Regions from separate parts of the Danio rerio genome. Here region 1 is linked to region 2. A link is a contact called in public HiCAR-type data. All regions are on one chromosome and are shown on one strand. The core of a region is the stretch at or near the end of the contact, and the rest is flanking DNA. Distances in the headings are between cores, read along the strand shown. Region 1 has its middle 140 kb from the start of jun. Region 2 has its middle 24 kb from the start of prdx6.

Evidence for each region. HiCAR-type assays count read pairs that join an accessible place to other places.
Region 1: a HiCAR-type map of caudal fin shows a contact between it and region 2, with 5 times the contacts expected there. The contact joins two enhancer-like sites. A contact is called at or near these places in 2 of 18 Hi-C or Micro-C datasets (caudal fin and an unstated tissue) and 1 of 4 datasets of contacts at active chromatin or transcription factors (caudal fin).

The regions. Positions count from the first base shown.
Region 1 is chr20:16,635,011-16,640,004 of GRCz12tu, reverse strand. No RefSeq gene overlaps it. Among named protein-coding and RNA genes, the nearest start is that of jun, 140 kb to the left of the region's middle. Within about 2 kb of position 3,499, at least 33 of the 62 cell types and tissues checked have an H3K27ac peak or open chromatin away from gene starts, as enhancers often do. A contact at or near this core is called in caudal fin, where this site is marked.
Region 2 is chr20:16,441,280-16,446,591 of GRCz12tu, reverse strand. No RefSeq gene overlaps it. Among named protein-coding and RNA genes, the nearest start is that of prdx6, 24 kb to the right of the region's middle. Within about 2 kb of position 1,816, at least 46 of the 62 cell types and tissues checked have an H3K27ac peak or open chromatin away from gene starts, as enhancers often do. A contact at or near this core is called in caudal fin, where this site is marked.

The sequences.
Region 1 (4,994 bases), core at 2,250-4,749, 190 kb before region 2:
TGACCGCAGCCGGTCTCTCAACCGTAATCCGTGATAATCCTATCACATTGAGCCAAGTCTACAATAAATAGACCAATCTCATCCTACTGACTTATTTTTGTTTTGGAACAATCCCCCATTCCACCCCATCTCCTCATTTTCATCCTTTACAAGGGGGATCTCTCCAGATCTCAGAACCCTTTACATGATAATTGACCAGTTATCCCTAAGCTCAGGGTTCTCTCCTGGGACAGCATGCCAAACCTTCAAATAATGTCAAGCAATAACGGTGACCTCTTGAAACAATTTTAAATTAGAACAGAAATTAACATAGACTATATTTTGTACACTTTTTGCTTTTTAGCGCACTCAAACAACTCCTCCTTCGTTATTGAAAACCAGATAAACATGTTTGTGTGATCATTCTCTGGGTAAATACCTCTTGCACAATCCAAATTTTGATTTCAGCCTTTTGGACCAGTAGTTTTTGAGAAAAGATGGAAAAAAGCACCCCCTACACATGTGTACGTAAGATGATAGGTGTTAACGGTGTTCCATACACGATTAAAATAGTGTTCCATACACGGGGCTGGACTGGGACAAAAAATCAGCCCTGGCATTTTAGGACAGCGGCCCACTACATTCAATCAAAATGCTACTGTACGCATCTTAGCACGCAATGAGTATGTTTACAAACTCCCATTCTATAAAAGTACAAACGCCATATATGAAATAATGAGAGTTGACAAATTAAAAACTTAAAAAAACTTATTTATAATCATACTTAAGTGGAAGTACTAAAATATTTTTTAAAAAATTGTTCTTAAGTATTGCAAGCAGTTTATTTCAAAATTTAATACTCAAGTACTAAAAGTAAAAGTACAAGTATTGTGTAATGCAGTTAATAAAGAAAGCAGTCAAAAGACATCATATTGTTTTGTTTATTTAAGATATCTTTTTGGGGGGCACGTGATTAAGCAGAACGAAAAGAAACATGGCATATGCTACTGTTTTTCTCTCGCGCTTGAAACACAGATTTGACAGAATATAACAGCTGCAACACACCCTTTCAAACTTATGTGTCACAAAAGCACATCGTAATCCACTCAAAACACTATTGAAACTCGTTTTTGAATTGCAAATTACCGATTGTAAACGCTGTAAACAAAAGTTCTAAACATTCTACCGGAAGACTCTGGTTGCTATGGCTATAAGGCTATACAGCAGCCAAGAAAAAGGGCTATTGCTGTAACGTGTAGGGGTGTGATACACTGGTCTCACGGTTTGGTTCGGTTACGATTATCATGCCATCGATTTGGTTCAATTCGATTTCTCGGTGCATCTTGGTGCACTGACAATGCTTTTCTATACATAATTAGATACATAATTTATATAATCTATATATAATTTTTCATAATCTATACATACTTTTTCTTCACAACACAATCATTTTTTTATTAAAATGTATGAATATATTTATATATTATTTGTAAAACAATTGTATTCTTTAATACAGCAGTGAGATATATGAACTATACCCTTAATTTAACCTGCTTAAAGAAACACTCTTTCTGAATGTATCAAACAAAATTCCAATACATGCACAGAAGACAGCGTGAGCATTTATAGCTAATAAACTTATGTAAATATTATCCCGCTTGCTATTTGAGTGCTGACAGGTGAGGTCTCTATGATTGGTTGTTGTCTTCATCTGCTCAACAGAAAGAGCTGCTATCGGCTTTAAAAATGAAAGCGCTATTCGCAGATGGTGGGAAGAACAGCCGCGGTTACAGTCTGTATGCACATAATACGCGGTTATCACAGGTAATCCATAATAGACACAGTGGAGAAAACTTGCATCTCAGGTACGCTCGTGTCTGGATCCAGAAATATCACTTAAACAGCCAAGAGGAGAGGAAAAGTTACCTCACAAACAGGCCAGCAGGTCAAAGGTCTAAAGGGAGACAGAGTTTTACAGCATTTCTCCATAATAGTGAAAGAGTGGCTCGTGTGCTGTGCCGCCCATAGTACAACCCTGGTAACTAGTAGCGATGCAGCACATAAAAAATCTATCATAGTAAAAGAATTAAACTCATCGAAAATATATATATATGTATATAGGAGAAAAAACAATACTCCAATAAAGTAGAGATACTGCCTTTTAGTACTTAAGTACAGTAGTGAAGTAGTTCTACTTCGTTCCTATACATTTCTAATCACTATCCTGTAAATGCTCGTCTTTTACAGAAGTTTGTGTTCCCAACCCCTAAAAAGGCACTGCTTCCTAGATCTTGCCAATATAAAAAAAGATTATTATTATATGAAATAGCACCGTTATAAGGATGAATGGGCTCGAAACATTTGCAGGAATGGTGTATTGTTCAATTTTCTTGAATGCAGAACCAGACACTTATAAAGGTCAGTCTATGAGGAGGATATTAATTGGTGTTGCTATGATTAATAACACCAGTTTCAGCAATTACATGCTGTTTTTCAGCTTCTACTTAAGAAGATTACTTACAGACTACTTTGTTGCAATTATATGTTGTCACTGTAAATTATAATTATTCATAATGAATATTTTATTCATATTTAACAGAAATTAATGTGCATTAAATATTAAAATTATTAAAATAGTAGTAATATTTATTAAATATAATGGTGACGCTTTAAAATAATGGTCCATTAATTAATAATGAATTATTTACTAACATGAACAATCAATAAATAATGCATTTACTATTGTATTTGTTAATCTTTGGCAATGCTAGTTAATGTTATTTGAGTTTTAGTTCATGTAACTCACAGTGCATGAACTTTATTCACAAACGATCTCTATTGATTGATTGATTGATTGATTGATTGATTGATTGATTGATTGATTGACAGTGTGTTTTGAGGAAAATATACTACTGATTTCTGCCAGGACATTATCTGTTTGTTTGCTTTTTTACAGTGTTGCTGCTTTGTGTTGTGTTGTGTTGTGTTGGATTCCACAACATGTGAACATGTGAACCGCATAGACAGATGTACTGTATTATCCAAACACTAAAATGTGTCACCATGAGATATAAAAAAATCTATAATATGCTAATGACTAAACAGAAGCCTTTACCACATCCCAGAATGACTATTGTCCTTTTTTTGCATTCTAAAAATGTCCTTCCAGTCGACACAATATTGTACGTTTGTATGTATTGGTCGCTGTAAATAGCTGTTTTTGTAGGGCAATGTTTTTAGAGGAAATACATTTTTAGTTTGCTTTAAAAAATATATCAATTGATAAATTATTGACCAGTAAAAAAAGCATATTGTATCAAAAAGCAAAATGTTGAGGCTTTTGAAATCTAAAATCAAACCTTATGAATTAGGATTTATAGGGTTAACTAAACCACACTCGGAAAGGTCAGAAAAGACACAAACAGATAAACAAAAACACCCAGTATTCTCTTTCCCCTTGAGCTCAGGTTTCTGGGAATCAGCTCTGGCAGTGGGAGAAGCTTCCAGCCAGTCACATGACTGCTGTGAGGGATCTCCCGATGGTCACATGACCAAAAGTGCTGAATCACTACGTTGAAGAGCAGAAACAGCCAAAGACAGAGTAACCAGATACAAGACAAAGTTGTTGTTTTTTTGTAAAATGAACTGATACAGCTTTCTCTCTTTCGTTTCTCTTAATGTCACGCCTGCTTCCTTATCTTTTCACCATTGGGAATCACACTCGGCTGCTCTGCGTCTCAAATAGCTGAGATGGCTGTGTGCTTGTGTATGTGTCTAACAGTGTGGGTGTAGTGAATGTGAGGGGCTCCGCTTGCTCTAAAGGGGGCTTTTCTCGTGTACTTTACACTTTTGCACTTTAAAAAAGGGGCAGAAGATAGAAATTCCCTCATAACGTACAATAAACCAACTGTGGGCTGTTTCTGGTTAAGAGCTGTTTGTGATATTGGCTGAATATCATGCATACTGTACTGTAAGAAGGTGATTCCTCAGATAGAGGAATTTGATATTATAAAAGTGAAACTTCTAAACATCTGTTGTCGGTAATTCATTTATCACATGTCCAGGAATCACTTGCTTGACAGAGATTTTTTATTTTTTATTTTATGTATTAATTTATCTATAATTTTATTCATAATATTACTTTTATTTTATTTTGTTATTATATATTTAATATAGTTTTTTAACTTATGTACAAGAATTATTATTGCATTACAATATTGTATTGTATTATTATTTCTTTTGATTAAAGCACAATTTAAAACTGTTAAAACTCACAAACCGGAATCAGAACATAGCATTTAATATATTAAACAATGTAGTCTTCTTTGAAAAATAAAAAAAGGATGGACCACCATTCCTCTTTCACTTTCTTTTTTCGAAGAGTTTTTCTTTCTTTTTCTCTTTTGCTTTCTCAATGCAGAACCACTGGATCAGCTTGTTTGCATGTACAGTATATGTTATAATTATACTCCCCATGGTTTCTCATAACTGACCTGCAGGTACTACTAGTGGTGGAAATAGTACTGAAAAATCTACTTAAGTAAAAGTACAATTTCTTGCCTAAAAATGTAGTGCAAGTAGAATAAAAGTCTGTTGTAAATATTACTCAAAGTATGACTAAAAAGTAGACCTTTCAAAAGTACTCAAGAGTATTGAGTAGTGAGTATTACGTTGTAAAATCTGATGCATTTACATGTAATTTGTGGATGTGTGTGTAAACGTTACATTCTGTAGTGCATTTAGTTTTTGCCCAGTAAGCACACAACATCATAAGATGTTAATATTAGGTTAGATACGTCATGACGTCAGGTGACTAAATTTCAATGTCTAGTCAGCGTCTAAGGAACTCAAATGAAGTTGATATTTTGTTGATTTTAGGTTGTGTTGAAAAGTGACCAAAATCACTCTTGTGTGTTTCGTGGATACTTTGTTCACTTTAAGCAAAACTGTGAAACTTTTTCTCTTCTATCATACTGTGTTTCTACTGTACCTCCTCTAGTAAACAGCAAAGGAAA
Region 2 (5,312 bases), core at 567-3,066:
CACTTCCAGCAGCAACCCATCACTGGAAAACACCCATACCATACACACTCATTCACACACATACTCTACGGACAATTTTTAGCTTACTTAATTCACCTGTACCACATGTATTTGGACTTTTGGGGGAAACCGGAGCACCTGGAGGAAACCCATATGAACACAGGTATAACTCCACACAGAAATGCCAACTGACCCAGCCGAGGCTTAAACCAGCGATCTTCTTGATGTGAGGCGAACGCACTACCCGTGGTGCCACCACGCCGCCCCAATTTTAGTGACAGTGTGCAACAAATAATATTTTACATTACCATGAGTTGGATTTAGATTGAGGTAGGGGTAAAAAAAAAATTACGTTCTGCCTCATAATGACATTAATACGTTTTTGATCATGAATTATAAAAGTTGCTTGGCTCATGCTTGGTAACTTGTATTGCACCTTGCCACATTGACAGATATTTTCAAAATGAACAATATAATTAGCAAAGCTTATATTTTCCTAACACACGCTCTAATGAACCACACCATTCATGTTGTGTGTATGGATATATAATCTTCAACATTATTACTTACACAAGACTTCTTCAAGCATTCAATATTACTTGCAAATCACATTTTTTTAAATGGGTGAACTGATTCAGCCTAAAGGTCAGTCTGTAACCTTTAAATGCCTGATTGGTCAAATGTCTATATCTTATGCAAATTCGCAGGTCAGAGTTTAACGGTCATGAACAGAAAACTTCTTCGCATGAGTGTTTCTGGTCTCCCATGTTTACCTGCGTATGAATGGAAGTAAATGAAGCGTAATGACTAGTGCAACCACGGCTTAATTACTCGACTAAAACTTGCATAAAACATTTTCCTGGCTTATTATCCATAAAGATCAACTAGTTAAATGAAGCATGGTAATGATTGAGTGAGGTTTTAATCAAGTTCTTTTAAAATTGTAATTCAGGAGTGTTTATTTATGCTTAATTTAAGTTTTATTGACATTTTTAAAAGTTTTAAACTGGATATTGTCTGGTTGGTCGATGTTGTGGTAAAAAAAAATTAAAGTAGCTGGCAGTACTTTTTTCTGTAATTTACAGGTCTAATTCTATATATACAAGTAATTTTGGTTAACTACAGGCTAATATTTGGTTAATTTCATCTTTAATGTGATAGCCAAGTGCTTGAGTGTGACTATAGACTTATGAGACTTTTTCCAAATGTATACACTGTATCCATTTTTAAAATGTTTGTGCTTACAGGTGTCCTAAACACCATTGTTGTATAAAGAAAGGTTTTATATATGGTCATATGGTTATGGTATTATTGTGTTTGAATAAATTGTATCTGTCAATCATTAACCAGACTATCTATCTATCTATCTATCTATCTATCTATCTATCTATCTATCTATCTATCTATCTATCTATCTATATATATATCTATCTATCTATCTATCTATCTATCTATCTATCTATCTATCTATCTATCTATCTGTCTGTCTGTCTGTCTGTCTGTCTATCAGTCACCTACAGTATCTTTTGTCTCCTGAGAATCTGTCAGTTGAGGGTCCCTAATATTGTACATTTTCACCAGTGATCTGCTACTGCCATCTAGTGGTACTTGTCCTCTGCAAAACGTAAAGTTTCACACATGTAAATATATATTTTCTAAATATATACACTTTTTTAAAAGTCTCTTCTTTGATTATCAGGACAGTTGATGCAGATGTAAGTAATGCCATCGGCTCGTCCGCTCCCCCATCCCTTCAAACACACGCCGTCTGCGTTTACCGGGCAGTGAGGGGAATCCCTGTCTGTTTACGGGATTCTTCTGGAGGGAGGGAGAGAGCCAGAGGAAATCTGTCCTCTTCTGTGACGCACAAGAGCATCTGGTGCTCTCCGTCGAACCGCATAACTTTTCCCTGACCTTCACCCTGTTATTCGAGCTGCTGCAGTATCGCGGCTGAATAGTTGTGGAAACCCAAAGCCCGCGCGCTCCACCTGCTCCAGAGCCGAGGAACAGTGCACTCATGCCGGACACCCGGGAGTCAGGCCTCTGCTCTGGGTCAATCATTTACTCCCATAAGTGCCCGTGTGGGAACATTTTTTAGTTTTTAATGGACAAATGGAATGCTTGTGATAACAAGGCTTCCTTTCATGCCTCATTGACACCTGGCGCTGCTGTGTTTGGAGTCACAGTTTCTAAATTCCATCACATTTTTGTAGGTCGATCAACAAGGTTGGAAGTCCAACAACACATCAGAGAAGCTCTTAAAGGAATAGCTCCTTCTGTTTATTTTATAATAACACAATAACAATCATCTTTGTTATCTTGAGGCAGCCACAAAACCCGAGGAAAGCATTTTCATGGTGAGTAAAATAAAATTGAATTAAATAAAATAATAAATAAGTGAAAAATTAAATAAAGTACTTTATGAATAATAAGATAAAATAATCATCTAATGTTTAAGAAAATAAATATTAAATCTAAAGTTTAAAAAACGGAAAATAATCATCTAATTTAAAATATAAAACAAGTAGTATATAAACCTAAACAAAATAAGTAAATATAAAACATAATATAATTATGGTTATTAAAATAAAAAGGTAAAGTTGAAATTATCATCTAACTTAGATAAAATAAATGTTAAATAATTATAAATAATAAAATAAACAATAGACCTTTTTTGACACAAAAGAAGATATTTTGAAGAAGGTTGGACCATTAACATCATCCACATTAAGGAATCCACATCCCATCATCCACATTAAGGAAATCAAAGCCTATCAATGAGATCTCAATTGTTAACGGGTTTCTCCTTGGTTTAGTAAACCTGTAAAATAAGATATTTGAGATACAATCTGAGGTCTTATACCACCATCTATTGGCTATTAGGTGTGGTGCAGGGAATTGTCCGAGTACTTTTAACAATAGGCAACTATTTTCGGGGTCATTTCAGGATACTACAACCGCTAATTTTAAATAATATTAAATTACCCAATCTAAAAATATAGATTATTCAGACATGGTAGAGAACATAATAAATGTTTACTTTTTTACTTAAACACTAAAGCCTGCACATGATTCTAAAAATAGGTTAAATTTATTAGCTTTTAGAGATTCCACATTAACCAAATATCAACATCTAATTATTACAGCTTGACATTATGTGGATGTTACCACTATGACGTCTATCAAACATTGAATTTTGGTTGCCATACTTGACAAATAAATAGGTGCGTTCGACATGAAGCTCAGCTGCAGCCGGTGATCAACGAGATTAGCCGAGCGCAGGCGGGGCGGAGTTGAAAACGGAGCCGTCAAGACGGACAGCTGGACACTTCGGGACTCAAAGTTGCTGCAGTCATGATGACCGATCACATGGCGTCATCATATTTTTTTTGTTATTTTTATTTATAACAACAAAACATTTACAAATAAAACAGAATACAGGCTCTTCAAACTGTAGTTCCTTTTTAAACAATAAGAGAGAATTATGAATAAAATATATAACAAATGCATGAGAGAAATAAGAGGAAATGAGAGGTTAATATAAACATAAAAACGAACAAGTCTATTAAATACAAAGCAATAAGCATAAATTCTAGGAGTTAAACATCAATCTTTAGGCTAATACTTCTTGTTTGAATCTGCTAAAAAAGGGTTAACATATATGTACATTTATAGATATAAAAATTTCCCATGTAAAAAGCAAAACAAGGTGTTTTGGTTAGGTCTTAATAAATGACATTATTTTGGATGATGAATGAATTTTCAAAAAAGCATTTTAATCCAAAAAGATTGTGTTGAAAAGAACAAAAGGTAAAATAAGTGAGCTATGTAGAAGTTTCCCAGAAAGAGCAGGTAGCCTTTAAACTGCTAGACAGAAAATAAAATATATATTTATATTATAATAATAAAGCCATTTTATAATTATTTAATAAAATAGTTCTTTACTTTAATTTGTTAAGAGAGCTTTAGGGGGGCAGGATCAATGATGATGATTTTCTTATTTCAAGTCTGTAAGACTTATTTGAGTTCATATTTAGGTTATTCACTAAAATATACACTAAAATATATCATTTAAATCGTTCATGGAGATGAATGCAGTAAATAGTCTGTATAAAAAAGTTAAAAAATAAACCTGTGCAAACAAGCTAACCTTTATAACCAGATTATTTAACAAAAGATGATACTGCAGTAAAATATTTGTAGTCTTTTAATAAGCAAGATGTGTACAGGATAGAGAGGGTGTGAAAAGTGAATTGTTTGTTTTGAAACTTTTGAATCGGAATTTGTCCAATTATAAACCCGAAATACACGTGTTTGTTGTCATGTGGTAAACTCGGCCAATCGTGTAATATCGGTGTCATCATCAAAGCTCCTGCAGTCGCTCATCAGAAGCTGCATGGTCTGAGTTTGCCGTCTGATCTCGGAGCGCTGTCGCGGTACTTTGATGCCACATGTGACAGTCACGTGGCGTCGGCGCAGCATCAATCCGGACAAGATTTCTAACCAGAATGCACCGCTTTAAGACAGATTTCGATCGATCTGCGCAGCGCTGCATAAAGTCGAACGCACCTAATGTCAGTATTTGACGTCAATATGACGTCAGTTAAATTTGTTGGCTCAACGTTGGATTTTAGTCACTTTCTAGCACAACCTAAAATCGACCAAAATCAACTTCATTAGATGTTGTTATTGAACATCATGATCAAAATAAGGTGACGCTGGTTAGACACTGAACTTTGGTCACCTGACCTCACAAACCCTAATCTAACCTAATATTAGCGTCTTATGATGTCGTGTGCCTGCTGGTGCTGGCCAATAAATCAATACACTACAGAATACGTTTACACACAATCGCAAATTAGATGTAAACGCATCAGCTTTTTAGTGTAATACTTTTAAAAGGTCTACTTTTTACTTATACTTACAACAGATACTGTAACTCTACTTGCACTACATTTTTAGGCAAGTAATTGTACTTTTACTTAAGTATGATTTTTAGGGATCTTCCCACCACTGTGTAGCATACATTAGTAAAGAATTGTAAATTCAGTAACACTTTACAATAACAGTAACATAAATAATGATGAGTTAAGGTATCCACTAATCATGAATTAACTTTAACAACAAAATGATTCACATGAGTTCATGTGTAAATAAGCACTACCTTAATTATTTGTTAGTACATGTTGTTAATGTATTAATTAACATTTAAGTTTAAGCTAAATGGGCAGTGAACTCATGAGTTGACAATTTATAGTTATGTCATGACTTTACTTGGAGGGGTACATCACTATTAACTCATCCTTAACTAC